Regions from separate parts of the Mus musculus genome. Here all the other regions are linked to region 1. Evidence: chromatin contacts called from public Hi-C and HiCAR-type data. All regions are on one chromosome and are shown on one strand. The core of a region is the stretch at or near the end of the contact, and the rest is flanking DNA. Distances in the headings are between cores, read along the strand shown. Region 1 overlaps Frem1 (Fras1 related extracellular matrix protein 1). Region 2 overlaps Nfib (nuclear factor I/B). Region 3 overlaps Nfib (nuclear factor I/B). Region 4 overlaps Nfib (nuclear factor I/B).

What was found. Hi-C and Micro-C count contacts between places; a contact is called where the count stands out from the background. HiCAR-type assays count read pairs that join an accessible place to other places.
Region 2: a contact with region 1 is called in a Hi-C map of cerebellar granule neurons, with 4 times the contacts expected there. The contact joins two enhancer-like sites. A contact is called at or near these places in 3 of 484 Hi-C or Micro-C datasets (cerebellar granule neurons and neural progenitor cells) and 1 of 115 datasets of contacts at active chromatin or transcription factors (astrocytes).
Region 3: a HiCAR-type map of astrocytes shows a contact between it and region 1, with 2.6 times the contacts expected there. The contact joins two enhancer-like sites. A contact is called at or near these places in 1 of 484 Hi-C or Micro-C datasets (cerebellum) and 1 of 115 datasets of contacts at active chromatin or transcription factors (astrocytes).
Region 4: a contact with region 1 is called in a Hi-C map of cerebellar granule neurons, with 2.5 times the contacts expected there. The contact joins two enhancer-like sites. A contact is called at or near these places in 2 of 484 Hi-C or Micro-C datasets (cerebellar granule neurons and cerebellum).

Annotation. Positions count from the first base shown.
Region 1 is chr4:82,929,274-82,937,148 of GRCm38.p6, reverse strand. Frem1 (Fras1 related extracellular matrix protein 1) reads left to right here. Exons shown (of 37, transcript NM_001198811.2): 26 at 976-1,177; 27 at 2,144-2,288. Gm33260 (a long non-coding RNA gene) reads right to left here. Exons shown (of 3, transcript XR_390683.3): 2 at 5,063-5,165; 3 at 1-83. Among named protein-coding and RNA genes, the nearest start is that of Gm33260, 9.5 kb to the right of the region's middle. Within about 2 kb of position 2,663, at least 58 of the 459 cell types and tissues checked have an H3K27ac peak or open chromatin away from gene starts, as enhancers often do. A contact at or near this core is called in astrocytes, cerebellar granule neurons and cerebellum, where this site is marked.
Region 2 is chr4:82,322,349-82,330,223 of GRCm38.p6, reverse strand. Nfib (nuclear factor I/B) reads left to right here. Exons shown (of 12, transcript NM_001113209.2): 8 at 2,311-2,495; 9 at 6,514-6,679. Among named protein-coding and RNA genes, the nearest start is that of Nfib, 180 kb to the left of the region's middle. Within about 2 kb of position 5,048, at least 10 of the 459 cell types and tissues checked have an H3K27ac peak or open chromatin away from gene starts, as enhancers often do. A contact at or near this core is called in cerebellar granule neurons, where this site is marked.
Region 3 is chr4:82,380,203-82,388,077 of GRCm38.p6, reverse strand. It overlaps Nfib (nuclear factor I/B), which reads left to right. Exons shown (of 12, transcript NM_001113209.2): 3 at 4,417-4,470. Among named protein-coding and RNA genes, the nearest start is that of Nfib, 120 kb to the left of the region's middle. Within about 2 kb of position 3,652, at least 88 of the 459 cell types and tissues checked have an H3K27ac peak or open chromatin away from gene starts, as enhancers often do. A contact at or near this core is called in astrocytes and cerebellum, where this site is marked.
Region 4 is chr4:82,400,957-82,408,831 of GRCm38.p6, reverse strand. The region is part of intron 2 of Nfib (nuclear factor I/B); the gene reads left to right. Among named protein-coding and RNA genes, the nearest start is that of Nfib, 100 kb to the left of the region's middle. Within about 2 kb of position 3,986, at least 82 of the 459 cell types and tissues checked have an H3K27ac peak or open chromatin away from gene starts, as enhancers often do. A contact at or near this core is called in cerebellar granule neurons and cerebellum, where this site is marked.

The sequences.
Region 1 (7,875 bases), core at 1,414-3,913:
CCGAATTCCACCAGCCTTGAAGTGCTGAAAGTCTCAGCATACAATTTTCAGATCCGAATTCGTTAAAATGCTTTTATAGTCATCTACAACAAATCCAGAAAACATAAACACGCTTTTTTTTGCATGCATATGCGTGTAGGGTGTGTGTGCATGCTTATTTACAAATGTGAGAGCATGTTTGTGTGCTCATGTGTGTATGTATGTCCATCTGGTGGCTAGAGGGTGACTTTGAGTGTCTTCCTTGATTACTCTATTTTCCAATGGCAAGGGCTCCCTTGTTGAACACGGAGCTAGCTAGTTCAGCTAATCTGGCTAGCCAGCTTGCCCCAGGGATATCATCTCTGACACAGCCTTACCCAATCCACCACCCTTAAGTATCTAGTCCACTTATTGAGTCTGGTGGTCTTCAGCCTTAGTGGAACAATATACAGGCTAAAGATAATCACTTGCATAATTTTTATAGTGAACTATTTCAGCTTTTCTTCTCAACACTTTGGCATTTGGGCAAAGGCATGTGGGAAAGGTCTTTGGCATTTGTAAAAACCTAGGATTCTGTTTATGTAGTTCATTAAACACAGCAAATCTTTCCGTGGTGCTGACGTTAAATTTGCCATGTAATTTTGGGGTCATTTTTAGTGTTTTCCTTGTGCTTCTGTCATGGTTCATGCATAGTGCTGTGTGCAAGAATGGGCATTGGGTGGGAAGGTGTGGTATGTCCCTTCATAAAGCTAATATTGTAAGGAAATTCAGACAGGGGACATCATAAAGCTGGGTGGAGGTTTGTGATGGAAAGGAAACCTTGGCCCTTGTCTCTGTATTTGTTAGGATAGGGTGAACAAGACAGGCTTCGGCAGAAATCAACAGATAAGGACTCCAAGCGATCTCTGGGTTGAGGAGTTCACTATTGTTGAGCCAGGAAAGCCCTGTGTAGCATAGGGAGAGAAGTCCTTGTGTAACGCTACGTTGGTGATTCAGGTGGATCAGCTGGACAAGGCAGCGCCCCGTATCACACACTTGCACTCCCCTACTCAAGTGGGGCTCTTGAAAAATGGCTGCTATGGGATTTACATCACTTCCCGTGTGCTGAAGGCATCAGACCCTGACACAGAGGATGACCAGATCATCTTTAAGATTTTACGAGGCCCATTGTACGGACGTCTGGAGAACACAACAACAGGTACTTTCCATCTTTTTTGGGGGGGCGGGTGTACTTTCCATCTCAGTCCTTGTAAGTCCTCATTTTAAACTACTAGTTGCTGGCAGAGCTAAAGAGGAACTCAGGTAAGTGTAGGTAGGCCCGTTTGGTGAGTGCTCCCTAGGGCTTGCTGATAGACTCAGTTTATAAATCAATGTTGTTGCTAATAGGGGTTTGAAGCTGAATCTTCTAAATTCATCTTCATAAGGAGAAACAGCTCCTGACACACAGTAGCTGAACTCTTCACTGACTTGTTATTTTGTTTTATTTTCATGTTGTGTTTTATTCAGAACACAGTGCCAGGGTGAGATTGATATTTGAGATTAATTTCTTTCTCCTAGTATGAATCCCCAATTATATCATCTGCTTTTTTAAAAATATGGTTTTTCCCCTAATAGCTTTGCTAAATTTTATATTAGCTCTGCTTCAGGAAGGCAATGATCACAACAACTCATTAAACAGGATGGCAGAGGCGACAGGTTTTATTAACTCCCCATTCCCTTTCTCTTTAGTTTAGGATTATAAGGCAAGTATCTCCAAAGCAAAGCAAACTTAAAGAGGAATTTGAGTCAATCTTATTTGTATCTGAGCATGGGTGCAACAATGCTAATTTTCTTTAAATGGACTTTGGCTTTTTTTTCTCTCTCTTTAAAACAAGGTCTCAGGTAGCGGCTGGCCTCAAATTTGATATGTAGTAGAACACAGCCTTTAACTTTGGATCATCCTTTCTCTTTATTTCAAGTGTTAGCGTTCCAGGTGTATGCCTCCATACAGGGTTTTGGGTGTGTTCTATGCATGCTAGGCAAGTACTACCGCCTGAATAGAACCCCCAGCCCGGCACTCTATTCCTTAAATCTGTTTGAAACAAAACAGCTGTGTGGTTTTTTAATTCTCAAGTGATGTTTGATTTGATTATCCATGAGAGATCCATCTATTTCTTGCTTGTAGGTGAATTCATCCACGAGCGATTTAGCCAGAAGGACTTAAGCCATAAGACCATCCTTTACATCATAAACCCTTCTTTGCAAGTGACTTCCGATATCCTGGAATTTCAGGCCATGGACCCCACAGGGAACACTGCCACTCCCCAGAGGTAACTTTCCATTATTCACTGGCTCTGCATGTCACGTTTATCCGATTAAGAACGTGAAATAATCTTTTCCATACCAGGTCTTTCACTGTTTATAGGGTAAATGTTTACAGGGTAAACCTTTACAATTAATAGGGTAAATTGATGGACTATTTCATAGGCTCATGCAATTTATTTTGGAGAGGGGATTTCTGTTGTATCATTTCTAGATGATGGAGAAACCAGTAGTTCCCAGATTATAAAGGCACTAAAAGGCTCAGCAAACAGCACCCTTTTTATCACGGTTGTAAATGCATCGCCTTTCACACCCTGGGAAGTGACTGTTGGAGGCCTTTCAGGACTGAGCTCAAAGCCTGTGTGTGTTCGTATTGCAGCCAGAGGTCACTCTAGGACTGTGTTAGTCACGACTGGCTTCTGAGCCATGGTGGGTGGGGACGGAGGTGGGGGTGGGATGAAGTAGAAAGAAGCAGCCAAATATATTCTTTCTTACAAAAAAGAAAGAAAGAAAACACTTGCCTCTGTAAGTTAACAAGCCTTATAGGCAAGAAGAAGATAGTATAAACAAAAATAGAGTAGAGGGGATATTAAGTGATATTTATAAACACAAATATATATGATGTAGGATAGTGGCCATAACAAGAACAAATCTGTGATATTAACAAGATTAACAGAGCAGGATAATTTCAGTGACTGTGCCTCCTTCCCAGATGCTTCTGGATATAGACCTTGAATAATTTACTGGCTGACAGATGGTCACAATGAGGTCCATCCGTCCATTTCTCCTGCTGCATTCGTTTTCGTTATTTACTGCCTTTCCCAGACGCCTCAGAGAACATTTAATTCGTTCTAAATTTTGTGTTCACCATATCCAAGACATAAATAATAGCATAAACGAGCACAGCCCTACTATGCTCCCTCTATGTCGAATTGTGAACGGGAAGAGAAACTGAGAAAATGTTCTCAGGGCTGGATTTTCCGTGTCCTCATTCTGTAGTGTAGTTTCACCACTCGCCACCAGAGAGTGCTACAGCCATTGCTAGCAAACCCAGACATCCTGTCTCAGAAATGCGTTCTGATGCGGCTTCTTTTGCCTGTTCAAGTGCAGTCCCTCAGCCTGGTTTATTAAATAACCCCACAGACGATGTTGGTCCCGTGGTTACCATATGCCAGGCGCACAGCACTGGGTGTTAGGGATCAGGTACGAACAAGGAAGACCAGGTATCTGGACTTAAAATCCTGAAGCTATAAACACCCATTAAACTGCCTCTGCCTAAGGGAACTGATTCCTGGAGATCACGGGCTAAAGATTAGATAGCGATAACTTACCTTAAGAGAAAAGAAGAAGAAGGAGAAGGAGAAGAAGAAGAAGAAGAGAAGAAGAAGAAGAAGAAGAAGAAGAAGAAGAAGAAGAAGAAGAAGAAGAAGAAGAAGGAAGAAGGAAGAAGGAAGAAGGAAGAAGGAAGAAGGAAGAAGGAAGAGGAAGAGGAAGAAGAAGAAGAAGAAGAAGGAAAGAAAGGAAGAAAAGAAAAGAAAAGAAAAGACGTTATTTTCAAGAAAAATAGTTGACTACATTCTAAAACTGTTAACAAATTGACTTCACTCAGCCTTATAGTCGTTTAAAAATGGTTCTACTGAAATGCAGTGTTGCTCAGTTCTGCCCCTGAGTGAGTACAAACCTTTGGCCCTCCGCAAGCCAGCCAGCATGGTGTGAGTGACAGAATTTACCCCCAGCAATGATACTAGCTTTCGCCACACTTGAACCCTTTACAAGCCTTGTTGTTAGTCACAGTCGAGTCATTATCACGTGGTTAACAGCGCTATGGCTTCTGAGGAGACTGGTTGAGATTGGCATAGGCATCCTTGTACAGAGATCTCTTTCCATAGGCTCATGCTGGAGATGACGCTATCATCTGGAGATGGCTCAAACCCGTGAAGAAAGATGCCCGCGGACAGATAATTCAAAAATAACTCAGATTTGGGCCCAGCATCCTGTCTGTTACTTCCTTTTGAGGGGGCTCATGGAAGTAAACATTGCTCTGCGTTGTCTCGGTATTTGAGCGGAATAGTTGTGCCCAAGCAGACACGGATTTTGGTTTGGTTTTCTTTCCTGAAACTAAACACACATTTTTCTGATAACAAACAGGGTGCGGGTTTAGCCCGGAACACCTGAGTTTACTTCCCTATCCAACTCTTTTTTATTTTTTTTTAATTTAAATTTTTTTTTCCCAGAGTTGAGGATTGAACCCAGAGCCTTGCGCTTGCTAGGCAAATGCTTTATCACTGAGCTAAATCCCCAACATACACCCCCTGCCCCCGTATCCAACTCTTAAGAGCTGTCTTCTGAACACACACACGCACACGCACACTAAGGGGACAAGAGAGGGAGGCTTTAAAACAAATAAACAAACAAAATTCTAAATAGTGTTTTGTCGTCACAAAACAACCAGTCAGAGCCTACTTACACACACAATATGAACCATAGGCATTTAGAATTTCATGATTTTTAGCTCTACTTAATGTTATTTATTCACTAAAACCGTCATAATTTAGAACTTGCAGGCAAGGAAACAGAGGCACAGAGCTGGAGGAGGCTTACACACGCGTGCAGCTGGTTAGTATGGTAGCTGGGACTCGGCCCTTATTAGCCCATGTGGCCTGCCACCCTGCTCTGCCCCCTTCATCCTTCCTTAATGCTAGCTAAGCCTTTCTTTCCCAGTAGGTATTGGCCACCCAAGCTACAAGAGACATATTTTCCCATGAAGAACTTTAAGGCTTACCCGTTTTTGTGTGTGTGTGGAATCGTGAAAAGCAACTGTCAACGTTCGTGTGGTCTCCATATCTCCTTCCCGGGGGATATAGTGGGGATAATTATCCTTGGATCTGGAGTTGAACAGGCCTGCACTTAGTGATTGCTCACAACAGCTTTCTCATATGTACAATAGGGAACTATTATAGTTACTTTAGATAAATACATGAGGTCCCACAAATGGAAGCATCTTGGGGTCCTTACTACTAGTAGTAATTCCCCTGAGTATCTATGTTAATTCAATTGACCGTTTGAAGAAGTATCCTGAACCATTTGGTAGATGAAAGCCTATCTGTAATTAGATATTGATTTTAGGGTTATTCACAAAGCAAACAATCCATGTGGTTATTCGCAGTAAGCTAAACAGTGTGCTTTCTTTTTGTGCTTTCTGTGCATTCTTAGTTCTGAGGGATTGATAGATGCTCTATTTCATCAAACATAGGAAAGTTTGGTCTGGGTGAGATTAATCAAGTTAGCAGCAGCTAGCTAGTTGGTGAGTGTGTTTAAGTATATCATATCTAGAGGGCTTTGAACCTATTGAATTGTGAGCTAAATAAACATCTTTCTAAAGGTTAAAAAAAAAGTATATCATATCAAAATCCATCAAGCTGATCTTGTTATTGAGACTCTGTGAAAGGGCTCATTAAGTAGCTCACCTCACCTCAACAGGCCAGAGTCCCCCACCCCCGCCCTCCATGTTAGTGCAGGTGACAATTTGTCACAGAACGCATTCAGAAGACACTGCCATAAATAGAAGTTATTTTATAACACTGAAATCCATGGATGCTTGCCTCAAGATTTAGATTTGGCTAAGTGCCTAAATTCTAGGCAGCATGCTAGGTGCTTAAAAACACAATCCTCCAAAGATAATAAGGAAATTAGACTCCAAACACTGAGGTAACTATCTCTGTGCCAGGGGAAGAGTGGCCTCCGAATGTGAACCCTGACATCCAGATCTCAGAGAGCATAGCATAGCTCTTCCTGGCTCTGGCCTTGGCACTGCTCATTCACAAGCTTGCTCTGCTCGCTGGCTCAGCTCGACTGTCCAAACGATCTACGGAGCCCAAGCAAGGCACACAGGGCCCATAGAACTCACTGAGAGCATCCCTGTAGACCAGAGAATGGAACCAATGTACACCAATGTAATGTTCTTAGTACACGGTTCATGTGGACTTCCTTCTGTGTGTGTATGTGTGTGTGTGCGTGTGTGTGAGAGAGAGAGAGAGAGGGAGAGAGGGAGAGAGAGAGAGAGAGAGAGTTAACTTCAAAATAAAAGTTATCCCCTTGGCCCTTCTCATCCAATGCTTTCTCTGATCACTGATTCTTGTCCTCTCGAACAACTGCCCCAGCTGTTCTGTTACTCAGTCTTGGCCTCAGAAGAGAAAAGTTGAAAGAAATGTAAAAGGAGAGGAATTTCTATCAGGCGAACTTTTAAACATTTAAACTGCTTTTATGAAACACCTTGTAAGGGGAGAGGTTGAAGCCATTTCCTCGCTAATGCCTGAGCATTGTCTCCAGCCCAGAGTCAACACGCTTATCCCCAGTCTCGAGCTCCGGAAAGCACAGAGGAAGGGAGAGAAAATGGCACTTATTAAGCACCCACTGTGTACAGGTGCTTTGTACACATTAACTAATTTTAATGTTAATGATTTGACGTGAGTGTAATTCTCCTCATTTTAAGATAATGAAAGCAGAAGCCCAGAGAGCGGGAAGAACTGACCGCATTCCCACACTAATGAATGCTTGCAAGGTGTGCTTGACTCCAAAGGGCGTGTTTGTTCCACTCTCTGTGTTGCCTCTTGGCTAACCACTCCCCATTATCAAGAGAAAATGAAAACTGGGAAGCACAGGTGTTCAAAGTATGAGGTTGTCAGGCTTAATAGCTCCGTCTCTGAATTGATAAACCTTGGAATGCTTAGGAAAATATATTTTAGCATTTCAGTTTTCTGAAGTCAGATGCTGCTGGATTTTAAGTGACCGTCTGGTTATAGGAGTAATGACCTAATCGCGATTCTAGCTTCTCTGAAACCCGTTACTAAGACGCTTGCCACACTTAATGGGCACTCCTGGATGCTCATTAGCTCCTTTGAAGTGTGACTTGCCCTTAGTGTACTTTAAGGAAACTGAGGTATGGAGAGGGTAAAGCACTGTTATTAACCTAGATTGATGTCCCAGATCCAAACCTGACCTTCTAACCCAGAATGCTTCTTTCCATTTGTTCGTATACACGAGTCAGGTAGCTACAAAATAAAATACCAAAAGCACAATTTTTTTAAATTGTAGAACAAGCTCTCTCACTGTGGACAACACTTTTGGAGTGTGGGAAAGCATAACTCTTCGCCATAGGCTAATGACTTGTGCATGGTTGCTAGGTAGCATCCCTTGCTGGCTCCACCTACCAAGTGCCTGGACCACCCTTGTGCTGCTTGTGACAGTCAACAGTGTCTCCAGACATGCCTAGTGCTAAGAATTACAATATGCCTCAGAGAATTGCATACATGCCCAGTTAAGAAACCATGCTTTAGAGCACACATGGGCTGATCCGTGGCCCCGTTACATATGTAGCAGAGGACTGCCTTGTCTGGCCTCAGTGGGAGAGGATGCTCTTAATCCTGTAGAAACTTGATGCCCCAGGGAAGAGGGATGCTAGCAGGGTGAAGTGGGAGTGTGTGGGTGGGTGGGGGAGCTCTCTCTCAGAAGCAAAGGGGAGGCAGGATGGGGTGAAGAATTCATGGAGGGGGAATGAGGAAGGGGACAGCATTTGGAATATAAATAAATAAAATA
Region 2 (7,875 bases), core at 3,799-6,298, 610 kb after region 1:
GTTTATTGTCGTTGCTATGGTGACAATATCCTCTCCACCCAAAAGACAGGGTTGCTAATGGACAAAATATTTTTCTTACCAGTTTAGGAGAAAATATTTAAGATTATATAATTTAACAATGTGGCCAAGGACTGATAAATTCTAGTATGGTCAGTGATGCAGGAATGATGCCTGAAACAGAGGGGGACCCATATATATCTGTGAAATTATTGGGATATTATTCTGGAAACCTTAGGAAATCAATTATAAGTATTTTGGCAAAAATGTTATACAATTGGAATGGTATTTAAAAGAAGTCATTGGTCTAGAACTAAAAACAGAACTGGAAGGAGCCAGAGACTGGAGGAAGAAAGACAAGAAGAATTTGCAGCGATGAAAGCAAAAGATGCACATACATGTTTTCTTTCAAAATGAAGGGAGACACTTCTGTTGTGTATCTTGGGTTTCTGTCCTTTTCAAAAGATCAGAATAACCTTTATTAGTAAGACAGCCATTTTTACTTTCATTTTTAAATATAAAATTCTATCTGCTTCTATCAGGCCCACGACAGTTCCTGAACTATCCAAAGATTTGAATTTTGAATTGTGCCAGTTCTTAGAAAGAGTTTTTGCTTTTGTTTTTGTTTTGTTTTGTTTTCAGAATTGCCCAGACTAATTATTTCTTAAGCCCAGAAGCCAAAATGGAGCCACCTGTATAGTTCACAGGGGTTTATGTACACATGTTAACAAAATCTATAATTAAACTGAGCGGAGATTAAGATTACTTATGACTGTGGGTGTAGTTTGTTGGTAGAAAGCGTGCTTGAGGACCTAGCATGGGATTCAAGGAAAACAAAACAAAACAAAACAAAACAAAACATGAGACAATAAGAAAAAAGATGCTCAACTTTTTGACAAACATTTGCATTTCCTTAAATTATACTTCAAGTGGGTGTGCATCTTAAAGAAACACTTAAGTAGAACTTGTGTTTTTAAGAAGTGTTTGGTTCTTCTCCACAGTGCATCTGGTAGAAGGATGACACAGAGAGAACGTTTCAACCGTGTATTCTGTTGCCATTCTTCTGCAAGTCCTAAGGACCAGTATGCTAGATCTGACAAACTAAATTTGTGGTTCTGCACTGTGCACTCCTAAATTTTTATATCCTGAGTGTTTTCTTTGAGGGATGTTGTCAGTGTCTCTTAAAGCTTTCTCCCTCTCCCTTCTTCTTTTTCACGTAACCACTAGGTTGAAGATGATGATTATAGACACTCTTCGTTTGTAGTCATTAAAAGAACTTAGTTTTCACATTGTTGGACTGTTATCTAAAATATTGAATACTGTATTTTCATATGACTTGGATCAAGGTATTAATGCAATAGAGATTTAATCTTTACCTCTATATATTTGTTGTCTTAATTACTAATTATATAATTATTTCCAGCAACCGAATAGAAATGAAGGCTAAAGTACATTTTATATTTGATTTAAAAATTAATTTTCAAAACTATACATTATGATCATACTATTGTGGAAAGCTACCACTGAACATTACAGGCAATACACATTTTCTGTAACACGTTCTGCAAGTAGAACATACTATTGTAAAATATGTGGGTAAATTCATGTTTGCCCCATATAAAAATTTTTAGTTAACATTTTTGTGGCTTCTATTCTTGATGTTCCCTCATAGTAACAACTGGAGTCAGAATAAGATAATCATGGGATAAATATCTTTTGCTTCTGAAAGGAATCACCTTCATTTGGAGGAGTGCAGCCCCATGTGCCAATGTTCAAGAGTATTTACATAGCAAGCAGATCATTATTCATGATCTGACAGTTTGCTCTGTTAACTGTTGTCTTCCATTTTAAACAACTGTCAACTAGGTTGTATAGGGAGATGATTTATTTGAAGTTGAATTGCATTTCTATTTTGAGTTGTAGTTGAAAACTTGTGCGTCTCCTTCTCTCTAATTAATGCTGTAACTTGGTCCAGATTTAGGGAGACAAAGACTTTGTAGTTGATGAGTATACCTTGCATGGAAATTCACTTACTTGTTGTTGATTTTATAGTTCTACCCTAATCTGTACAAGAGCTTTTTTTTTAAAGTTTTGCTTGTGGATCTGGAAAGAGAGATGGGTTTGTTATGTAGGGTGGAGTTAATGTCTTTATGTCCTTAGCAGGGCCAGCATTGAGAAAGTAAAACATGAAAGGTAGTTTGTTTAATTATGGGAACAAGTGAACGAATTTTCTCCAGTGTTACCGCGTTGGAAGTGAATGACGGGGGAAGGCCATGCACTGACTAGCCAGGCTCTGTTTTCTGTGTTCTGCAGTCATCTCAACTCGAACTCCACCTCCGCCCTCACCGTTGCCATTTCCGACGCAAGCTATCCTTCCTCCGGCACCTTCCAGCTACTTCTCTCATCCAACAATCAGATATCCTCCTCACCTGAATCCTCAGGATACTCTGAAGAACTACGTACCTTCTTATGACCCATCCAGTCCTCAAACGAGCCAGGTAAAAATAAGAGAAAACAAGATAGATAGAACCTGAGGGGCGTGGGGCAGGTCTACTTCCTTCCAAGTGAGAGCTTAGCCAGGCGGTGTGCCTCATGGGCCATCAAGCCTCACAATCTGTCTTCAGAAAGCTTCTTGTCAACTCGATAAGGGTTTTTTGTTTGTTTGTTTGTTTTGTTTTGTTTTGTTTTGTTTTATTGAAAGGGTGGCTGAATGACAGGTAGGAAGGGCATTGCCCCAAAGGGATACATTCATGAAGAAGTTTGGGGTTTAATGTTTTTGGGTTTTCATTGGAAGAAAGTTTATGCAGAATGTTCATTGCCAAAAAACCTCTGAGCTCGAGTTTGCACCTTGGAAATACCTGGTTTGACATAGAGACAAAGTGCTTATTTCAGGCAGGAGCAAGGTATGTGCTAAAATAAACACCCACAAAAGAGCTTACAGCTGTATTTACAGGCCAGTTATTCGGCATTAACATCAGCTTTGGTAATGTAAACATTTTTCAGCAGCCTTTGATGACTCCTTGACTCTTTACAGAGACGTGACTTATATTTAATAAAATGACATTTCTAGCTCTGTCTGTCTGTCTGTCTCTGTCTCGCTCTCTCTGTCTCAACATCATATAGTGGTTTTAGGAAATCATTGTGTAAGTATAGTAACTTATTGTGCATTTCTCAGTTTAGATGCATGGTTTCTTCTGTGATAGGATGTTGCGTAGGCTTCTGCGCAGGGTGATTTTTCAGCCAGCTAGAAGATCTTTGTGCCAGTAATGAGTCTATTCATAGTTACAGTATCCAGGTCTCTGTTGTAATTTTGATCTTATGTCTAGTATTTTTTTCTGTTTCATCTATAAAAAGAAAGAAAGAAAGAAAGAAAGAAAGAAAGAAAGAAAGAGAGAAAAAATGAAAGAAGAAAAAAAAACCTTGCTCATTTACAACAACTTTTACGACTTTGGGAAATCTATAGAACATTTTACTATACCACTGTTAAGCTGTACTAAGATTAGAGTATATGAGTATATGTGTATTAAATATAAAGCTCAGGGAAAAAACCTTTTTGTATTAGTTTGTTAAATAAAGCAGAATGATCCTTTCTGGATGCTTTGATTTTAAACATAAAATACTGCACCCCTTGTGTGGCTTAGAAAGTTACCTTTGCTTTTAGTTTTACTAATTAATTATAAAATCAAATATTAACATTTTGGAGTTAAACACATGTATTTGTGCCTTTAAAAAAAGTCCACATGACGTACTGATGATGAGACTGCAGACAATTAAGGAAGTGGGGGAAGACCTTGGGATGCCAGTTTAGAAACGAAATTTGCTCCCAGAGTATGGATTCAAAAGTCTGTTTCATAGTGTATTTTGCTAGACTCAGCTGGGAACAGTGCACACAAGGTCTGATTTTAATTTGTTTAGAATTTCCATGAATAACAAAGTCTAATTAAGACATCCATTAAAAGTCCTTAACGTTAATTCAGTGTGGAAAATCTTAGAGTTCCATTGGATTTTTTTTTTCTTAAACTGATGTCTTAATTAGGCACTGTTAGGGGGAAAATTATGCAAATTAAAATCAGGCCCTTAGTGTTACGCATTTCTTTAATTATTCAGTACTTGTTTTACATATATTTCGATTTCTGTATAAGTTAAGAGTGCATATTAGGTGATAATCTGCCTCTTTTGTCTCAGTTTTTTTCCTCTATGTTTTCAAAGTAAAGATGCAGCTTCTAGGAGAGCATCCTGCCCCCCTCTCTGTTGGAAGCCAACAGTTAGAAGAAAACCCGTGAGAGTTTGATATACTGGGAGAGACGATAACTAGGCTAGCCCACTGCTGGTGCTGTCCATCTTCAGATTGTAGCTTCACAGGTTTAAATGGGTGTGAACCTGAAGAGTGGAAGGTCCTTTGACCCTGGTGTTTTAGAGACGACTGCATGGGCTTAGGCACTCTTTGTCCCTTTTCTTACTTTTGGATGGGAGAGCACCTGTCTGTTCCTGTAGACAGAGTGTACCCTGCACAAACTTAGCATCAGTGATGGCGTGTGTTGAGATTCTAGCTATTTGACTTCTGTTTCAGGTAGGTATGGACTGTTTTGGTGAACAACATGCAGAAACACTTTTGCAGTTGATTGCATCACTCGTGCAAGAGAGAGAGGGACAGACAGAGGGAGAGGGAGAGGGAGAGGGAGAGGGAGAGAGAGAGAGAGAGAGAGTGAGAGAGAGAGAGAGAGAGAGAGAGAGAGAGAGAGAGAGCTTTCTTCTTTCCAAGGACATACACAAAGCAGTCATTTATAATTTTTATAATCTTCCCATAGCCAGAAGTTGATCTTGTCACAAAAATGGGTCTTTATAGTGAATGGCAGAATTTTTTTTTAAAAGAATGTTATACCCATTTTGATGGTTAATTTTAAACTTAAAGCCAGTTGATTTGTGTTTCGGGGTAAGACTGTTGCTCTGCCCCTTTCCAATGCTGGAAATGCAGTGTGAGCAACAGTTCTCAAACCCTGTCGTCAGCTGCTGCTTTTCAGGGCCATGCTGATCTGGACTCTTACGCAAGGAGATGCCTTCTCCTCCCAACAGCCATCTGGAGATTAATTCCATTAGTGCTGCACCAATTATAGTTAGACAGTCATGCTATTCAGTGGAATATTTTGAACAAGATATAATTCTCCCATAGGTTTCCACAGAGAAAAACTCCAGTTTATTTTCCCAACATAAAGTTAAATACTTAAGAGTGCCCATGATGAATTGTCAGGATATTCAGAGTTAATTTTTAAAAATAAAAAGGAAGAAGTAACCCCTCTGTAACCTGCCCAAACTCAATCCATACCTCTAAGTCAATATATTCAAGCGCTATTATCTATCTTTCTCTAAAGAAATAGTCAGTTATGGTGTTTATGTTGATATTTAGACATGTCGTGTTTCGTTGATTTCTTTATTTTGCAAAGTTGGGATTATAAAGAACATACACTTGGGGAGAATACGCGCCAGGAAATTGTTAGAAAGACCATGCAGTGAAGTGTGAGTATAAATAACACTGGCACTCTCTACCTGGAATAATATATTCCAGGCTTTCTAATGTACCCAAAATCAATGTTTTTGTCTCCTACCAAAAAAAAATTATTGAGTGGTTAAAATTCAAGTAATCATGTATTTAAATTGTGAAACTGGAGAGAGCATTTTCTTCATTAATTCCCACCAATGTCTATGTAACTCTTCGTGCCCAGCAAAGTGAGCCACAAAGGGCAGTGTGCATTCGATGCTCCTTGTGTCCACTTTGGGACATCAGAGACATTCCTTTGAGGATATTTTATTCTGAAGCATAATGCCTGACTTACTTTCACATTTTATAACTGAGTTTGCAACTGAAATCTTAGATGCTTTAAATTTCATTCTGTTTGCTTGCATCAGCAAATCATTGAAAGTAGACTGGACACCTTGGAGTCTAAATTACCTGAAATATATGTCCTGTAATACCTGTGTGCAAGAGAGAGGAAGCTGGAATTTTTACATGCATAGGAAATGACTGTACGTGATGGAAACTACATAGTGTTGGACATGTTTCCTATTTCTTGACGTTCTTGTGTCCCTTATTGTCCATCGTTCAGTAGGAGAACATTGTACCAAGAGGGAAACCGAGAAGGAGGAGCAGAACGTTGGATTGCTGGGTTCTTACTGCAGAGAATTCAGTAAGGAATTCCACTGTAGCTTTACCTCAGCACCAGGCTCCGTGTGTGTTTTCCAGCCTACTACATGAGAGGGTCAGGTCAACTGGACTCTTAGGGGTGCTGTAAAGAGGAAGTCACCTGTGCAAAGTGCAACGATGATCAAACCCTTCTTTAAGTACTGTGTGTGCTGCTGCTTACTATTAAACATTGATCAGCTCCCAGCGCAGGCCTGAGAGGGCCTGTATGGCGACTCTCTACCCTGTGCAGAATCCCCGAGTGTATACTGAGAGGAGTTGCTGGACAGGATGACTGTCTTTTGGATTGCTTCACCCGGCGTTCTGTTTTTGTTTTGTAGCCTAACAGCAGTGGTCAAGTAGTAGGGAAAGTGCCTGGCCATTTCACACCTGTCTTGGCACCCTCTCCCCATCCCAGTGCAGTGCGACCTGTGACCCTGACCATGACAGATACTAAACCCATCACTACATCCACTGAAGGTGAGGCAGCTTCACCTACAGCAACCAGTAAGTATTTCTGTAGGAAATGAGAAATGTCCATCGAAGGCACCATTGGATATATGATCCAAGGTGGCAAACACAGGGACGTTCTGGCTACCTGACCAGATGGAGATTTCTCATTTAAGTGGAGCTAGCAGGCATGTATGTGGCCCAGCTGTCACATGCTCTCTCTTATCAAATTTCTATTAACACATCATATTTGACAGGAGAGAAGCATTGTTGTTTTTGAGTAACAGCTATAATAAAAGTGATAAACCCATGCCTGCTTGTTCAAGGTAGACATTGAACTTACACCAACAACACAGCACAATACACCAAGGTTTTTACATCCCCCAAAGAGAGATTAGATAATTATTACTTATTGGAGCATTTCTAGAAACCAAGCCCCTCCCCCAAGCGAAAGGAGTTAGTGTCTCCAGAAGACAATTACATGTTTACCTCAGTGTAGGTTATGTCTCTGCGAGAAGTAGTTAGCCATTGTGCTGCACAGGCAAGGACACTGAAGTTTAGGATAAGGTATGTGTAAGGTACCCACACTTACATGATCGACAATGTTTTCTTTAAATCTTTTGGTTATTTTGGCTATCATATTACAATCATACTGAGTTTTGTTGGCATGGCCATAGCACTGTAAATGTCAGACTTAGGCAGTATCCTTACAGAACACACATTGTAAATGTCAGACTTAGGCAGTATACTTCTGTAGCACACATCAGTAAGCCAAGTGACTCCTCCACTTCATCATGTAGAATATTCGGAATTATATACGGAATAGATTTCCTAATGGCTTCACCTAAACTTCCAGCTTCTCAGAGGGCGCTGGTACGCACCGATTGGCAAATGGTGAGATTCCATCTGAGAGGCACTAGCATGTTCCTTCCCTGTGATGGGTGCCTTATATCCCAATGATTTTTCTTGCATAGAGCAAGGGCATTCTTTGTGCTCTGGGAACTCCCTTATGGGATTATACCGTCAGAGACACCACTGGCTCTTAGTCTCTTTCCCTTCTCTCTCAGCCATCAGAAAAACATTCATTTTTATTTTTTAAAATGACTTCTAGAAACTTTTCAAAGAAAAAAAAGGATAACATATTTTTTCACCTTAGGAGCACAGTCCATACTCATCATTTATTTAGCAGAATTCACGAGCCCTTTCAAACTGGGAAGTGGAGATAGGCTTGGAGTGCACCTTACCTCATCAGT
Region 3 (7,875 bases), core at 2,403-4,902, 550 kb after region 1:
TTCTCTTTAGCATATCCAGTAGTGAACAAGCTTCAGATGATAGTAACAAAAATTTCAACAGATATTGAAGACATGCTTTTGTTTTGATATATTTTTTTTAATTCTTCAAATGACTTGGGATGTGCTGATAAATGGCAGTGAGAAGGGAAGTTGGGGGAAGATCAGGTTAGGTTCCCAGAAACATTTAATCTGCTGTAGGATCACTTGGCTTTGTGCAATTTCAAGGTTGCATCAGACTGTAAGAAGCAAGGTGTCTAAATATGGCACATGGGCACCACTTAGCACAAGTGTTTTAGAACAGTAAATCACTTCCTTAGGCGAGCTCGTGTTAGAGGAGCAAGAGTAGTCAGGCTGCCTTTCACCAGGGAGCAAAAGCTCTGGCTCGTGGCTGTGTAGGCCATGAAGGAGCTCCAGTCTTTAACCCAAGGGACAGGAGTGGCCACGGTTAAAACCACAGTCTAGAGATCTCCTCATTTCAGTTGCCTTCTTCCCAAAAGAATAAGCAGCATGTTTAGATTCATACTTGTGAGCAGAGAGAGCTGGGTGGCCTGTACACACTTGGAATCCCTGACACCAAGGAGGCTGAGGCAGAAGGGTCCTTTCAGCTGGACTGTGAGATCCATCTGGAAGACTCCTAGAGAATTTCAGAAGGAAGTCATACTAGGTCGATTTTGCCTCAAAAATTATGTTGCATCAAGCCCAAAGGAGAAGAAATATAGAAAATATAGAGTCATATCAAGAAGTAGAGAATAAAAGGTGGGGAGAAAGTGGGGAGACTGGTTGGCCAGCTTCTAGGTTCACCATTTTCTTTGTCGTGGCAACAAAATCTTACTGGACTCAAAACAGTGCTCTGGGCAGCTCCTAACCCTATTCCTGCCATCCTTGTTCCTTAACAGCTTAAGCCTCCAGGAAGGTAATTTTGTCAGCTTCTTGTATCTCCATCTAGAGCATGGTCTCTCCCAAGAGCTCAGGGCAGGGCTATGACACCACCTGCCACCTCAGGGGCCAGGGACAAAGGTACTGACTAGGACACTTTGGCATGGGGGCACAGACCCAGCATAGATAATTCTAGGTGCTACATCACTGTGGAGATAACTTAGCTTCCTCCTTTTTTCTTTTTCTTTCTGAGGGTTAGTCCACTTAAAATCTTGCACATTTTAATGTGCCCATTTTGTTAATAATATCTCTTGCGTATTGATGGTGTAGGATGTAGCTGAACTAGGTAGGGCTCCATGCTTGGTATGGCACAATCTTTCCAGAGATTTTGAGGTAGATCATATTATTGCAGTTTTTATGATTAAGGGGCAAGGTTCTACAAGCTAACCGATTTTGTACAGGATCACATGACTCGAGAGGAACAGAGCTAGTATTCAGTATAGCATAACCTCCCTTACACACACACACACACACACACACATACACACACACACACACACACACACACACACACACACACACACACACACACAGAGAGAGAGAGAGAGAGAGAGAGAGAGAGAGAGAGAGAGAGAGAGAGAGAGAGAGATGGAAGTGGTTAATGAAACTTTTGAGACTGGAGTAATTTGACCTGGGTGGTGATTTGCGGGGGTTTTAGATGTGGTCTGAAAAATTCCTTCTCTGAAGTCAACCACAATAACAGTTCATTCTTGGGTTCTCTGCCAACTATGGCTCCCTGGTTACTTCCCTCTCCTGCAGTTGGAATTAAGTGACTGATCTGAGGTGACATCAGAGGGGACTGCAGTGTTAGAGTTCATAGTATGAAAAGTAAGGGTGTCACTTGCCCTCTCTGGGACCCTTATCTGTCTTTTGGGGGCACAGTATTTGCTATTTGGCTTCATGAGGTGGTACATATTTTGTAGTATGAAAGAAAACCTGTTACTGGGGGCAAGGGGCAGCAAGCACCAGTTCATTGTAGAAAGCAAGCTTGTGACAAAATTATTCAGCTTTCTCCCAAATCTTATGGTGTCCATAGTGATTTTTTTCTAAGCAAATAGTGGTTTTGTTTTGTTTTGTTTTCTAGAGTGAATAGTGATTTTTTTTCTTGAAGACACAGATGTACAGCTTTTGGAAATGAGAGGAGAATGTAACTTTTAACACACATAAGAAGGGGAGGGGCAGGGTGAGAAAGGCTGCCCCAGTGGGGCGTGTGACACTGTGGACATGAAGGATGCACCCTGGCAAATAAGCAGATTCTCGGGGAAGAGACACTGGTCTTTATTCTACTGGACAGAAGTTTAGCAGTAGAGGCAATGAAGGTGAGGGGTGACATTTTGCAGACATTGTAGCCAAACATGATAAGGCTCCTGTTTAAAGTCCATGGCTTCTAGTGTGAGGCTGCCCTGCCACTCACCTGCGTAGGACAGCTGCAGTCTTTTCCCTTCTTGCTGTTTCTAGAGTCTCTTGTTGGACAGTTTGTACGTGTTAAGGAGCTCCAGAGAGGAAATCGAAAAACTATGGAGAGTCTGGCCTCTGAGTCTGACCCTGTAAGTAGGAATCTCAACAGGTTAGACTCCCTTGGAAAGGTAAACTCTTAGGTAACCTATGTACTAGACAAGAGGTGAGCTCAAAGCTGAAACAGCAGGGGCAGTAACAAAACGAAACAGTTTTAACACTTCATTGCAATTGTTACACTCTTAGTTTGAAAAGTGGCCAGTGTGGCCTTCTCTTTGAAAGGAACAACAACAACAACAACAACAACAATAACAGCAGCAGCAGCAACAACAGCAACAATAATAACAGCAACAACACTCTTCTCTTAATTTATAAATGTCAGTCTTGCCTCAATTCCACAAAAAAAAAGTAAGAGAAAAGATCTTGGAGAAGAGAACTGGCTTCTGGCTGCAGGAGAAGCTAGCCAGTGCAGTCAGATCTTTCCAGTTTCTTTTCCTCCATTTTGTGAAGTAAGAATCATGGTGAAGGTCATTGTGAGAATCACAAAAATAACCGTGCTGTTTTCATGAAATTTACTGTAGAGCAAAGGGAAAAAAGGGAAATAGGATAGAGGGATTATATTCTTCTTCACCATTAAGTCTGACCTAGGAAGCAGGAGTCAAAGGCAGAAATGAATAACCAAGTTTTATACAGGCATAGACTAGCAGGGTGTTCCGACCTTTAGGATTGAAGAGCAGTTGTAGTATGTTAACCACTTTCCTGGCATAACCACGTAGCTTGATCAACAACAAAAGGAGTCTGCTTTTCTGCTTAATTTAATCCCTTCCTTGCTTCAAGTATAAGGGCAAGGTTTTGAGGAAGAGACTTATGAGTTTATAGCAGTTGGTGACACCACCAGTACCACGTTTTGTTGAGATTCACTATTGTGCTCAAAATTGCCTTTTTGTAGGCAAGCAGTGAAGGCTGCTGAATCTGTGCCATCCATTTCTCTGGCATATACTGCAAGCCTAGTGTGTTCACGCCATGAACGGCCCCAGGAAGACAAAGAGGTAGACAGGCTCTCTGCCCCTTCTTTCCTAGTGTGGTGTAGCTATGGAGACAAAACCTATGTGCTAGAGCCAATAAAAGATTTCATAGCAACTCTCTGCCAGTAAGTGTGTAAGAACCCAGGCCAGATGACGCAGATAAATGCAGAGGGTTCATGGAGGTAGAGGATCAAGCCAAACACAGTACCGTAAATGGGTTAGGGCAGGCACACTGGCTGACAGTGCCTGTCCTCTGAGCCCTTTCTGTGGTGTTGGTAAGGAATGACATAGGACAGAGCTGCTCTGAAATGAAGGTGGCCGTCCCTTCCACCTTATCTAAGAGCCTGCCTGTATCTCGCAGATGGAGATTAAATTGATCCAACAATTTGCTCTCCGCAAAGCCATGTTGGTTTTCTACCTAGTAATTTATGCTTTTCCTGGTGTTTGCAAATCGATTGCTATTATGGGATGCAGGCAGAACTGGGCCGGGATCCAGTAGGTTGGGGGATTACTGGAGTGGATAGCTGAACCTGCCTGTGAAAACCCAGACGAGACGGCTCTTGTTTCTCTGTCTTTTACTCTCTGAAGAAATGCATAGTCTTGGGTTTTTTTAAAAGCATTCTTAATTATTTTTAGATTGTATCTTTTAAGGGACAGTATCTGCTTTATTTCAGATTTCTACTATCTGGCCTTGCTATTTGCCTAACCTTCAAACGGTTTTAGTGGCTTTGTGGCCAGACCTCTCATTGCAGGAAAACCTTCCTCCACCCTCAAAGCATTATGGGCCAGTAATTGTTCCCTTTGAGAAGAAATATGTATAGACATTTATCTAGGTTGGTGAATAAAATGTTCCTATGGAACAGCTTGGGAAAGTATACTTTATTTAAACACTTCACCTCATTGTTGTACCTTAAAAAAATTTTTTTAAAGTTCTACTAAGTATTGTGAAATTCTTTCATAACAAATTAAAAAGAAAACATATTCTGTGATTTCTTTACAGATTCTGGACAATCAGGAAGTCCAAGCCACAGTGATCCTGCCAAGAATCCTCCAGGTAAATATGTGTCCCCGGACGTGTGCACCCTGACATTGTTGGAGAACAAAGGGGCCCTGTATAGATCAACAGCCATAATTGGTCAGCTGCCTGTCTTGTTCTGGCAGGCAGTCGGATTGGGACAAGATGTGATTGTGTGGAGGCCTCTGCAACAGCGGGAACGGCTTCTCACCGCAGCCATCTTTGTTCACCTGAGCCGCGAGATCTTATTTATTTGTTTATTTATTTGTTTATTTATTTATTTATTGTATCCTTAGAAACTGATTCAAACACATGCTTAGCTTTATGTTTTAGGCATTTGAAAAGCTAAACACCTTTTAATCATTTTTAAAATAAACATTCCCTGCCCCCAGAGTACCCCCAAACAAAAATCTGGTAATTTCTGTTCTTTTATAGTTTACCCACTATGTTTTAAGAAAGTTTCTACTGAATGGTTATGTTTTTATAAAGTGGTTTTTGCAGGACTTTTGATTCCCGGTCTTCAGTGTAAGGTGCGTCTGGTCTTTAGTTTCAGACCTGAGCCTGACTGCATGCATTTTAGCTATACTGGGGAGTTCCACTCTCTCAACATGCAGCATGCGACTTTGGATTTATAAGAAGTTTTTTGTTTTTGTTTTTGTTTTTTTGTTTTCCATGAGAAAATCATGTAAAATTAGCATAAAGAATAATTTCAAATTTCCATTATCATAAAATTTTAATTGTATCTGTGATTTTGTTAAAAGAATGTTCTAAAGATATTCTTAACAAAACAAAACAGAAAAAAGCAAAACACAATAAACCCCAAATAGCCACACCTCCCCTCAGTCTCTCCAAAAAAACCCCTCACCTGCCATTTCATTAGAATAAACCACACAGTGCAAAAAGTCAGAACTGAAGTTTCTCAGGCCCTCAATTGCTTCGAAATCCTGATGCCTGGCTAATAAAAAGTTGAAATACCTCAAGTATTCCCAAATGTCAGGAAAATAGACTATTTGCTCATAATATTACTAGAGAGACATGGCTATACATATTTTCAGTAAAATCCAAAATCCAAAAAAATTTCTTCCTTTTGAAACTTACATCCATGTTTTTCTTAGAAAATTTACTTTTCTACATACACTTTAAGTAATATTCTTCTTAAAATTATATTGTTTAGAAAATATTGTATACTCTGATGATGAAAATACTAATTCAATGTTATATACTCCAAAGGTAAACGTATTAATCTAATACACATTATATTCTCCGACAATAAAAAGCACTAGTATATTTTAAATTTACACTGAATTGATTTTAGTTGGTAAACTTTCTAATGCTACAAACTGTGAGCAGAGCATAAAATATTTAAATTAAAAAAAAAAACTTTAAAACCCTCTACACAGTTTACAAAAAAAGAAAGGAAGGAAAGGAAAGGAAAGGAAAGGAAAGGAAAGGAAAGGAAAGGAAAGGAAAGGAAAGGAAAGGAAAGGGAGGAAAATATCTTCAGGAGAAAAGGGCTGGTAAGCCTTAAAAGCCAGACTAAACAAAGGCTGTGCTATTTGCATCTGAACAACTTGATTGGAATTAATGAAGTAGTGAATAAGAAGTGCTTTTCTGAGCATGTGCAGAGTCTCACCCAAGTGTTGTTTGCTCTGAGCATGCGCAGAAGTTCACCCAAATGTTGTTTGCTGGAGCTGGGCAGAGCCAGGCAGGTGACCTTTGTGTGCTTATGTAATGGCAGGATTGCATTTTTAGTATTTGTCTAGAAGGTTGGTTAAATTTTACTTTTGCTGCATACCACATAGTCTCCTAAATTTTCTGCTTTTGTAAAGCAAATTGAAACTAGGTAGAACACATTATTTTCTCCCACTTTTATGTTTCCTTGGGGGAAATTTAATTTTGATAACTGTCAAAAGTTAAGATGTTAGAATACAATTGAACTAGTTTAAATTAAAATTGGAATTTTCTTTGACCATTAAGGAACATCCATCATTTAGCATGCTTTTTGCATATCATCATATGCATATTATTATAGATCTTAGTAAGGAATTTTCATTTTGTTTTGAAATGACATTTCTTAACATTATAAGAATTAAGTTCTTGATAAGAGCAAAAATACATTCTGCAATATTTTGAAATAAACCAGGCTTTTGGAAGTAAGTAATAGTTTTCAACTTTAAATACAAGAGACCTGAATTTATCAAAGTTCTTGTCTTGTAGTCAGCCAGAATAAACCTTATCAGCAACCTAGGCATTGGTGGCTCAGAACTGTCCTAGGACACTAACTGTCTTCTTTTCTTAGTTCTGTCTGAACTTGGTTGAACTATAAAATCTTCACACAGAGATTTAACATCTCAGGAGGTGCAAGAAGTCTGTTTATTGGAAAATTCCGACTAGCGCCACATTCGTGGATACTGATCATCCCCTTGCTTCCACGAGAAGCTGGGCTTCTGCAGGTGGTGGCTTCCATTGCCTGTGTGTTGCTGCAGGATTTCCACTAAGAGATATGGAAATCATAGGGTTAGCCACTGTTTATGACAGTGCGTGGTTCCCAGCAACTTAGAAAAAGGTGTCACAGCAGCTCATGGAATCTGTTCCTGACCATTGACATGAAGGTGGTCTCCCACTCAGTGCTCTCATGTATCTGTTGACCGTCTGCCGCCTTCTCCACTCTGCTTGGCTATCTGACAGAGGTTCTACTACCTTCCTGATTCTGAACTTCTGTTTTGTAATATACAGTATTTTTAAATATTTACTTTCTAAAAAAATAGTTAATATACAACTAATTGGTTTTATTAGGGCAGTTTCACACATGTCATTATACTTTGTTCTTCATCCCTGCCTTCCCCCCATCCCCCTTTCCACTCTTGCTAACCCTGGTGTCCTTCACACTGGACTATGTACCTTGACAGGTTGCTTTGTAGCTATATTCCTTGCTCTGTGGTCTTTTAGCTTTCCCAACTGAATCACCTGCTTACTTCAGGGTGGGAGGAAATCAAGAGAAAACAGGAATCTGGAAGATTAATTTGGGCTTTGTTCCAAGTTGATGTGTCAGTTTGTAGTTCAAGAAGGCTGCAGTTTGGTGGAATCCTTGGTTGGTAGAGCAGTAAAGAAATGTTGAATCCTAAATTTTCAGATGTAACTTTTTAAAGTGTTTCACATTTCATTAGCCAGAATTTTCTATTTTGGAATGAATGGGTGTACAGTTTAATAGCCTTTCTTTTTTGCCAGAGTGTGTACTTTGTTGGTGTGTGTATGTGTGTGTATGTTTATGTGTGTGTTGATATTTCATGTGTGTTGACATTATATCATTATATGAGCCTTGGAGCCATATCTTGTGTGACCTTAAGTCAGCCACCTTGAATCTCTTCTCCATAGCAAGGATAGACATGACTAATTAAATCACATGAAGAATCTCTGTCAGCTGCAGTAATGGAGTTGTGAATG
Region 4 (7,875 bases), core at 2,737-5,236, 530 kb after region 1:
ATGGAGGCCTCTGCTCTTTCCCCTGCTCGCAGTGATTTGCTTCGCAGGGAGGCCTTGCAGCCTGGCTGTAGCATCAACCTCTCCCCCGTTCTCCGCAACTGATCAGCAAAGCGTTCATTACCGCCGCCATATCCAAAGTGACGTCTCCGTGCAGGCCGCCCGCTGTGTCATTCATAACCACAAAACAGACCGAAATGACTTTCCTTCTTTTTACAACTTGCAAAGAGTTAATGGACTGTGCTGGCCCCCTGCCAGAACCCTTAAGAAACTTTATTAATGTGTTATGAGGCCAGGACACCATAGTGTGGGATTTGGTTGGTTATTCATCTTAATGAATAAAAATATGTATGCACAATTAAAGCTGCATTCCCGCACAGTTGCTTGCTAATAAATGTTGAGTCTTTGTTGGGATTCCTTGCCGCATTTACTGCTAACTGCGGTCTTCTTACCTCTATGTCCCAAAGTCAGCAGCGGTCTTTTAAAAAGAAATCTCCATTAAAAAAATCTAGCTATTTACCCTATACTCTTACTTTATTTAAATCATTTGACATATATAAAAGATGAATTTATATCGGTTAGTCACACAATAGAGATGGCATTTTTCAAATCTTATTTTTCCCCCCAAAACGATTTTCTTAGCATAGTCATTAAACTGGAGGACCTCTATACCCTTCCATTAATAGAACTCTTGAAGGGCTCTGTGAAAATAATAAATAAACAACAACCTTTGGGTAAATAACAAGTATCAAGAGGAAGAATATTATGCTTCAGAAATAATAAAATCTGAACTGGCTTCTACAAATCTGACCTTAATTTCTGCCACCACTTCTGAGGCATTAGATGACCCACGTGACTTGGGGTGCAGGGAGTGAAGACTCTTTTCCACTTCGATTTCCACCATTGTTTTCACTGCTTGCCATCTTTTCAAAGTGAGGCACTTGGCCTTGTGAATTTCACAGTACTGTGTGACCAGGCCCACTGAAGCAAGGAAGTCTTTCTTGTTGGAGGACTTGATGTTTGAGGACATGCCGAAGATGGTGTTGGAGGTCTGTGGAACAGTGGGAACTAGCTGTTCCCCATACTTGTAGGAAAAGGATCAGCCTGGCAGCCCCGGGAAAGTACCACAAAGACGACATTAGCAGTTACATACAAAGAAAAATGGAAGTCATCAGACTTGGGCAATGTGACTTAGCAGGAACTCACGGGATCCTGTGGAAGTTTCCGTGACTTTGGTGGGAGATTGGGAAGTTTGTGGGTGTAAGCAGGGTGGCAGCTGATGAGGTTGCTATTGATGTGAGGCTACCATGCTTACTGGCCCTTGGCCTGTACTGCAGTGTGCCAGTGCAGGCTTCAATTTGTGGCGTGCCATGGGCAGTGGGGTTTTCTGGTCTCTGTGCACATTACAAACCCCAACTTCAGCTTACCACACTCAGCACCCTGCACTCAGCGGCGGTCGCTGTCAGGAAAATTGGAAAGTTATATGTCAAAAATTGACCAAGACGCCTTGTAACTTGTTTATCTGCAGTGCAGGTTTTTGGTTTGTTTTTGGTGTGTGTGTGTGTGTGTGTGTGTGTGTGTGTGTGTGTGTGTGTGTGTATCTAGTGGTTAACACTCAAACTAGGAAGAATAGTCATTTAAATTGGATTCTAGAGTCAGATTTTCTTGGGTTCAATTCCTTGCTTTCTCATGTATTAGCAGAGAATGCTTGGTTCATGTTCCTTGATCAGTGATCAGAGCCCACTTTCCTTGTTCCTGTGAGAACAGAAATCCATGTATGACCTGGTGAAAGGTGGTGGACATAGACCAGCTGACCAGTGGCTCTCACTCGGCCTGATTTAACTGCACTACCGCTGGGGAGGAGACATGAGTGTTTTAAGTCAGAATGGGTAGAATACTCGTCATGGCTTTACACATCTGTCATTTATCCACACTGCTGCCCTTTCAGGCATAGGTATCCATTTTATATGTGCGGCACTGTCCTGTGTACTTGACAGTACATGAAGTGTACAACTTCTAGAACCTCGGGTTCTCTTTGAGGTTAGAAAATATAGCCATTTTGTCAGTAGGTTTGTCTGACAGGTCCCCAAACTCTTGAGTGTTTTTGTAAAGCAACGTCCTCCTTGCCAAGTCCTTCCTCCCAGATCTGAATCCTTGTGCAGGAGGCGAGCAACCATCATTTGGTGAATGATTGATGGATAGATTATTGTTTTGGAATTTGGAAACTCCCAAGGAAAAAAATGACAAGGTAGCAGAATCTCTGCCTAAAACCTCACGAAAGTAAATCACAGTGGCTCAAGCTTCAAGAGTGTTAGTCGGCAGGAAAGCCAGAGACGCCTTTCTCTTGAACACATTGACTTTATCAGTCTGTGTTTTAGTGGCCCGTCGGCACATGGTTGTGATATTTACCATCCTGACTACTAATTTAGAAAAGACTAAGGGTGCCTAAATGTCTTATGTGGAGAGTCATTCATAGTCATGATGAGAAATTGTCCTGCTGTATACATTTTCATGGAGGGGCTGGAGACATAGATCAATGGTTAAGAGGACAGGCTAGTCTTACTAGAGCACTCAGGTTCAATTCCTGGCACCCACATGCCAGCCCATAACTGTCTGTAAGTCCAGGTTCTGTTGCTACTCTTCTGGCCTCCATAGGTACCAGGCATGTGTGTGGTATGCATACATGCATATAGACAAAACACTCATGTACATGAAATAAACAAATCTTAAGAAATTTTAGGGGAATGCTGGAGAACAAAGAGTACGCATAATGCACCCTTGGAAAGGGCTCAGGAAGTCTCAGTGAGTAAAGCTGATTGCGTTGTGACCTTGGTTTGGATCCTAAGCATCCAGCTCCAAGCTGGGCATGGCTCGCACCTGTCATCACAATGCCAGAAGGCAGACTCAAGGAGGATCTTCAAGGCTTGTAGGAGAGCCAGTGTAGCCGTAGAGGAAAGTTCCTGCATCAGTGAGAGACCCTGCCTCCCCAGACTGAGATGAAAAGCTATCGAGGAAGACACCTGATGCCTGTCTCTGGCCTGCACACGTTGGTGCTCAGATGAGCACACATGCATGGACGTGTGTACATACGCAGTATTGCATTAGAGAGATGCTAGGCCTTCCCCCATTACAATGGGGATGGAAAGGAAAGCAGTGTGGGGCCATATAGTTAAAGGTAGAAACGCAGGATACATAGTGACAAATCACAATAAATGGAATGAGTGCCACCACTCTGTCAGCTCCATGGAACTCATCCTTTACCTCTGAATTCTGGCAGCACAGGTGGTTGCTGGATTCAACCGAAGCTACCTCATCACTGCCAATGATTACAGGATAGCACATGGGGCCTAAGGTGTCTCACAGCCCGAGCTTAAACTTGTGGAACTCCCTAAAAGAAAAGCCCAATGGTCTCATTATTGCAACATTTGACATCTGGGCACACAGCATTTTAGCTGGATTTCAGTTTTGAGAGGGGAGGGGTGGTGTGCAGAGACAGAGGTAGAGACAGTAGACATTTTTTCTGGGGCTAGTTCCTTTATTTGTCCTTTACAATTTTTTTTTATATATTCCTAGCATGAAGAAATCAATGCATCTTAGTTTCACACAGCCCCCCTCTACTTCCTGCTTCTTCCTTCATTTCCTCATTCCTTTCCTTCTTGCCTTTGTCCCTCCCCCCTTTCTCACTGCCCCCTTAGTCAGCTCCTGTGCCTTGCAGAGATGAAAGGATTCTGGGTTTTATTTCACTTTTCTCAATTAGGTGGGATTTGTAATATAGACAGTTCCTCAAATTCAAGGTGTTTGCTGGAGAAAAGCAAAAAAAAAAAAGGGGGGGATTCTTTACAATGTTATTTGAATGATATAAAAGGACCACAGCCTCTAAAAGAGAAGCCAATTGATCTTGCCTGCGTTTTCTAAACACGAATACTGGGTTGGGGCTCAGAGTACAGGCACATTTCACCACTGCAAATGGCAACTGGCCCGTGCATGGGCTTCCACAGTAAAGTGTGATCAAGAGGATTTCATTTTACCTTCTCACACAGATCTAAATGAGCTGCTTTAATTAGCGGAAGGCATTGAGGGTTCACCTGTGACAGGGATGGAATTTGGAACCAGATCCCTGTGTTCGCGTTTCTAACTTGTAGCCTTCAAATAATGCTTTGTGGTTTCTCAAGCAGCTTTAGGGAGCAAAACAAAACAGTACGTTGTGGTACCATCTCTTATCCGTGTGGGAAATGCCCTTGGGCTCTGTGACAGTCTGCATCCCTGCCCAGCCGCAGTGGCCTTTGCCCTGGCCAGGCACAGGCCGGCGACATTTCAGGAGGCCGCTTGGCAGCCATTTTAGATCTGCCCGCGCAGAGCCCTGGCTGCCAAGAGCTGCAGCCACTCCGTGCCAAGACACTCTTGGCAGTGGAGATAAACTTTGTAGAGATACACAGTCCAGAAATATCTTATAATTACAAAGCACAGGGGGCAGAATGTTTTTACAATACAGCTGTGCTAATGTAAACATTTAATTTGGCAGCCTTCTCCACCCACTTTTCAATTAACCGGGTTTATGCAGATACTTTAGCTCTGTAATAAACTTTATTGCTACTTCTCTTAGAGTACAGTTTATGAAACACAGATTTGAGGGGCTTGGGGGGGGGGCGCTGTCCATCCATTTAGGAAAGCACACTGTGGATGTTAGGTTGCCATGAAGGGGAAGTGTAGCTTTCTGTCTCGAAAATGCCACAGTCCTGGCTTGACTCAAAGAATTGCTTTGGGGGAAAAATGTGGGGGCTGTCTCCTTTGGCTCCCAAAGCATGCAAGAAGATATTAATAGAAAGAGGTAAAATCGCTTATGTAGCTGCATAAAGACACTCGTGTTGGTGATCATTAAACAGGGTAAATGTCCCCTGCAATGCATGAGACGGCTTCAGAGACAAATTCCCGATAACAGTTCTTACAGATATAATTATAATAATTGTGTGATCGCCGTGATAATTATTCTTATAGACTGAAAGAAATAATTTTCTATCTAGAGTAGCGTTCAACTGTTCTGCTCACAAAGACAGTCAATAGATCTTTTTTAGCTAACCTAAAAAAATTGTAGAGGTCATGGGGGGTTTTCCAGCTAAATTTAGAATTAATTGACTTTGTAAAAAAAGACCCCCTCCAAATAAGGAATATGACATCATAGTCAACGAGGTGTCTTTGCAGTGATTTGCTTATACAGTTCTCCAAAATTAGGGAAAGCCGTGCATACATACATACTCATGCCATACATACCAATGCATGTTCTTTTAAAACAGATTTTAAAATGTATGATTTCCTGTATTACTGCTTGGAAACTTTGTCTTGGTTATGATCTTTTTCTTTTTAATTTTTTTCTGTTCTTTAGATTTATATGTATCAGTGTTTTACATGTATGCGAGCATATGCGAGTGCGTGTGCGCATGCGTGTGTGTGTGTGTGTGTGTGTGTGTGTGTGTGTGTGTGTGTGTGTGTGTAATTATGTGTATGAGCCACAGGCATGCGTAATACCTGTGGAGGTCAGAAGACCATTGGATCCCCTGGTTCTGGGGTTGTGCACGGTTGTGAGCCACCATGGGGAAGCAAACCTGAGTCCTCTGCAAGAGCAGCCAGTGCCCTTGGCCACTTCCCCACCCCTGGTTATGATTGTTTTTTAAGGTAGCGTTTTTTTTTTTTTTTGTTTTTCTTTTTCTTAATGGTGGGTGTAGTAATAGGAAACCAGTTTTTATGGTGTTTTCTCTTAGGACTTTTTAAGAGTCTTTCATTTAGTCTTTCTCCAGGTCCTAGACCACATGATCGTGTTTTAACTTGAGATAATTACTAATTTGATTCTCTAACCTCCCAACTAGCCCATAGATTCTTCCCCACTGAAGATGGTAGAGGGCAGTGAGTGTTAAGCTACTCTTCGCACATCCTGTCTCACTAGTACAGCTTCCGTGCAGCTCTCTCATTGGCCGTCTCGTTGATTCGTCACCTTTACCCGTGATGCTTTGCAGACGGAAACCAGCACTTGTGGTCTGTTGCTTGTGGTCCCAACGATGTGTTAGTAGCTGAAAACAGTGAACAGATGGGAAGTTCTGATGTGCTTTGGATCTCTTTGGGGATAATGTCAATTTATTTTTAAAATATATGAAGTCTACTTATTTTTAACCTTATAATTTGTTTTTCAGAGACAGGGTCTTACTATGTAACTGGCCCAACAAACTATGTAGACCAGGCTGGCCTCATACAGGAATCTATCTGCTCTGCTTCTGGAGTGCTAGGGCTAAAGGTGTATGCTACCACACCCAGCCTTACTTACAAGCTTTAAGCCAAACCATTTATTTTTCCCAAGTGACTAGCTTTAATAACTATGGAAAGGAATGATATATGGAAGGAACATTGTTGGTTTTCAATTCTCTAAAAATAAACAAATGGCCAAATGCATTAGATGTATTTCTGTCTGTTGCTGAGGACTGAACCCATGGCTTCATGCATGCTACCCAGTCGGTGTAGCTCTAAGCAGTTCTCCAGCCCCAGCATCTCACTACTGGGTGTTAATTGTTTGTGTAAGCTGGTAGGTAGCTCATTATTATCTTTCTTTTAAATTGTTTTGTCTTTCCTAAGGGAATGGATGCTTTTCATCCCATTTCTCCATGGATAGGATATTTAAGATAACGCCCTTTCTGCAATGTAAACAGATGCCCCAGACTGTAAAAGATATGTTAGGATATGGTCAGTGACAACTATGGAGGGAAACGGCACATGTACAACCAGCCCTAACACAGTGTTAAAGCCTTATATTAGAATGGGAGGGAAGTGATGTGGACCCTGCAGGGTGGTCTCATTAGGTGGATGCAAAAAGAGGGCCAGGAAGAATATACCAGATGAAGGGAATCAAGCACTTTAAAGATGAAATTGGAGTTTGTCTGACGTCAGAGTAAGGACATTTCAGTAATGAAAGCCATATGGGTACAGAGCATGGAGACCTGCAATTAGCAAAACAAGGGGGAGGAGCCTTAGAAGGTAAGAGCTGGGCCAACACCTGGAAGTAGGGCTTTGAGGTGAGGGGTTTCCAGCAAGTCTTTCTGGTTCATCTGGTTCGCTGAAATGGGAGAGAGTGGGCAAAAGGTCCTGCTGGAATAAGGACAATAAGGACTTTGTCATTCAAATGAGAGCAGGGTTAGCTATAGAGGATTGGGAATCGCAGACAATGAGTAGTAGAATTTAGCAAAGTGGAGCTGGTTGAGTTTGCCCTGGGGTTACAGGCAGGAAGGAACCAGGAGGTGGGCCTCATGGAAGGATTTTCTTAGGCAGTGATAGTACCAAAGGGTCCCACAGTAGAGAAAGAGCCATCCACTTTAGAGAGAGGCACCACAAAACTTCTCTTACATAGACAATGGAACTGGTCCCCAAAGACAAAAGGATGGACCTTTGATGGTTCCAGATATATGGAGTCTGAAGTCAGTTAGGACACCCTGTGGCTGATGGGACAAGCGGTGGTGGTGGTCAGGCATCCCTGGGCTCTGATGCCGGGTGGAAGATTAATTTTGATCCTTCCTTATGAGGTGGAGCTCAGGTAGTGTTTGAATATTCCCTTTTTATTTTGCTTCTCAGTGTTACTTCAGAACAGCGTCAAGCATACTAGGTCCTCATTTATTTTTTTATATTAACTTTTTTTTTTTGAGGGAGAAAATTCTTCAAGGATGAAAGTTCTGTGGGATGTTTCTTTTTCCAGTTTGAGAGAGAGAGAGAGAGAGAGAGAGAGAGAGAGAGAGAGAGAGGTGTTTGCAATATCTTTTCAATTTAATTTTATTATTTGCTGTTGTGTTTAAAGAAGCAGAAGCTACTCTGAAATTTAGGTGTGAATTTTGGAGAAGACATGAA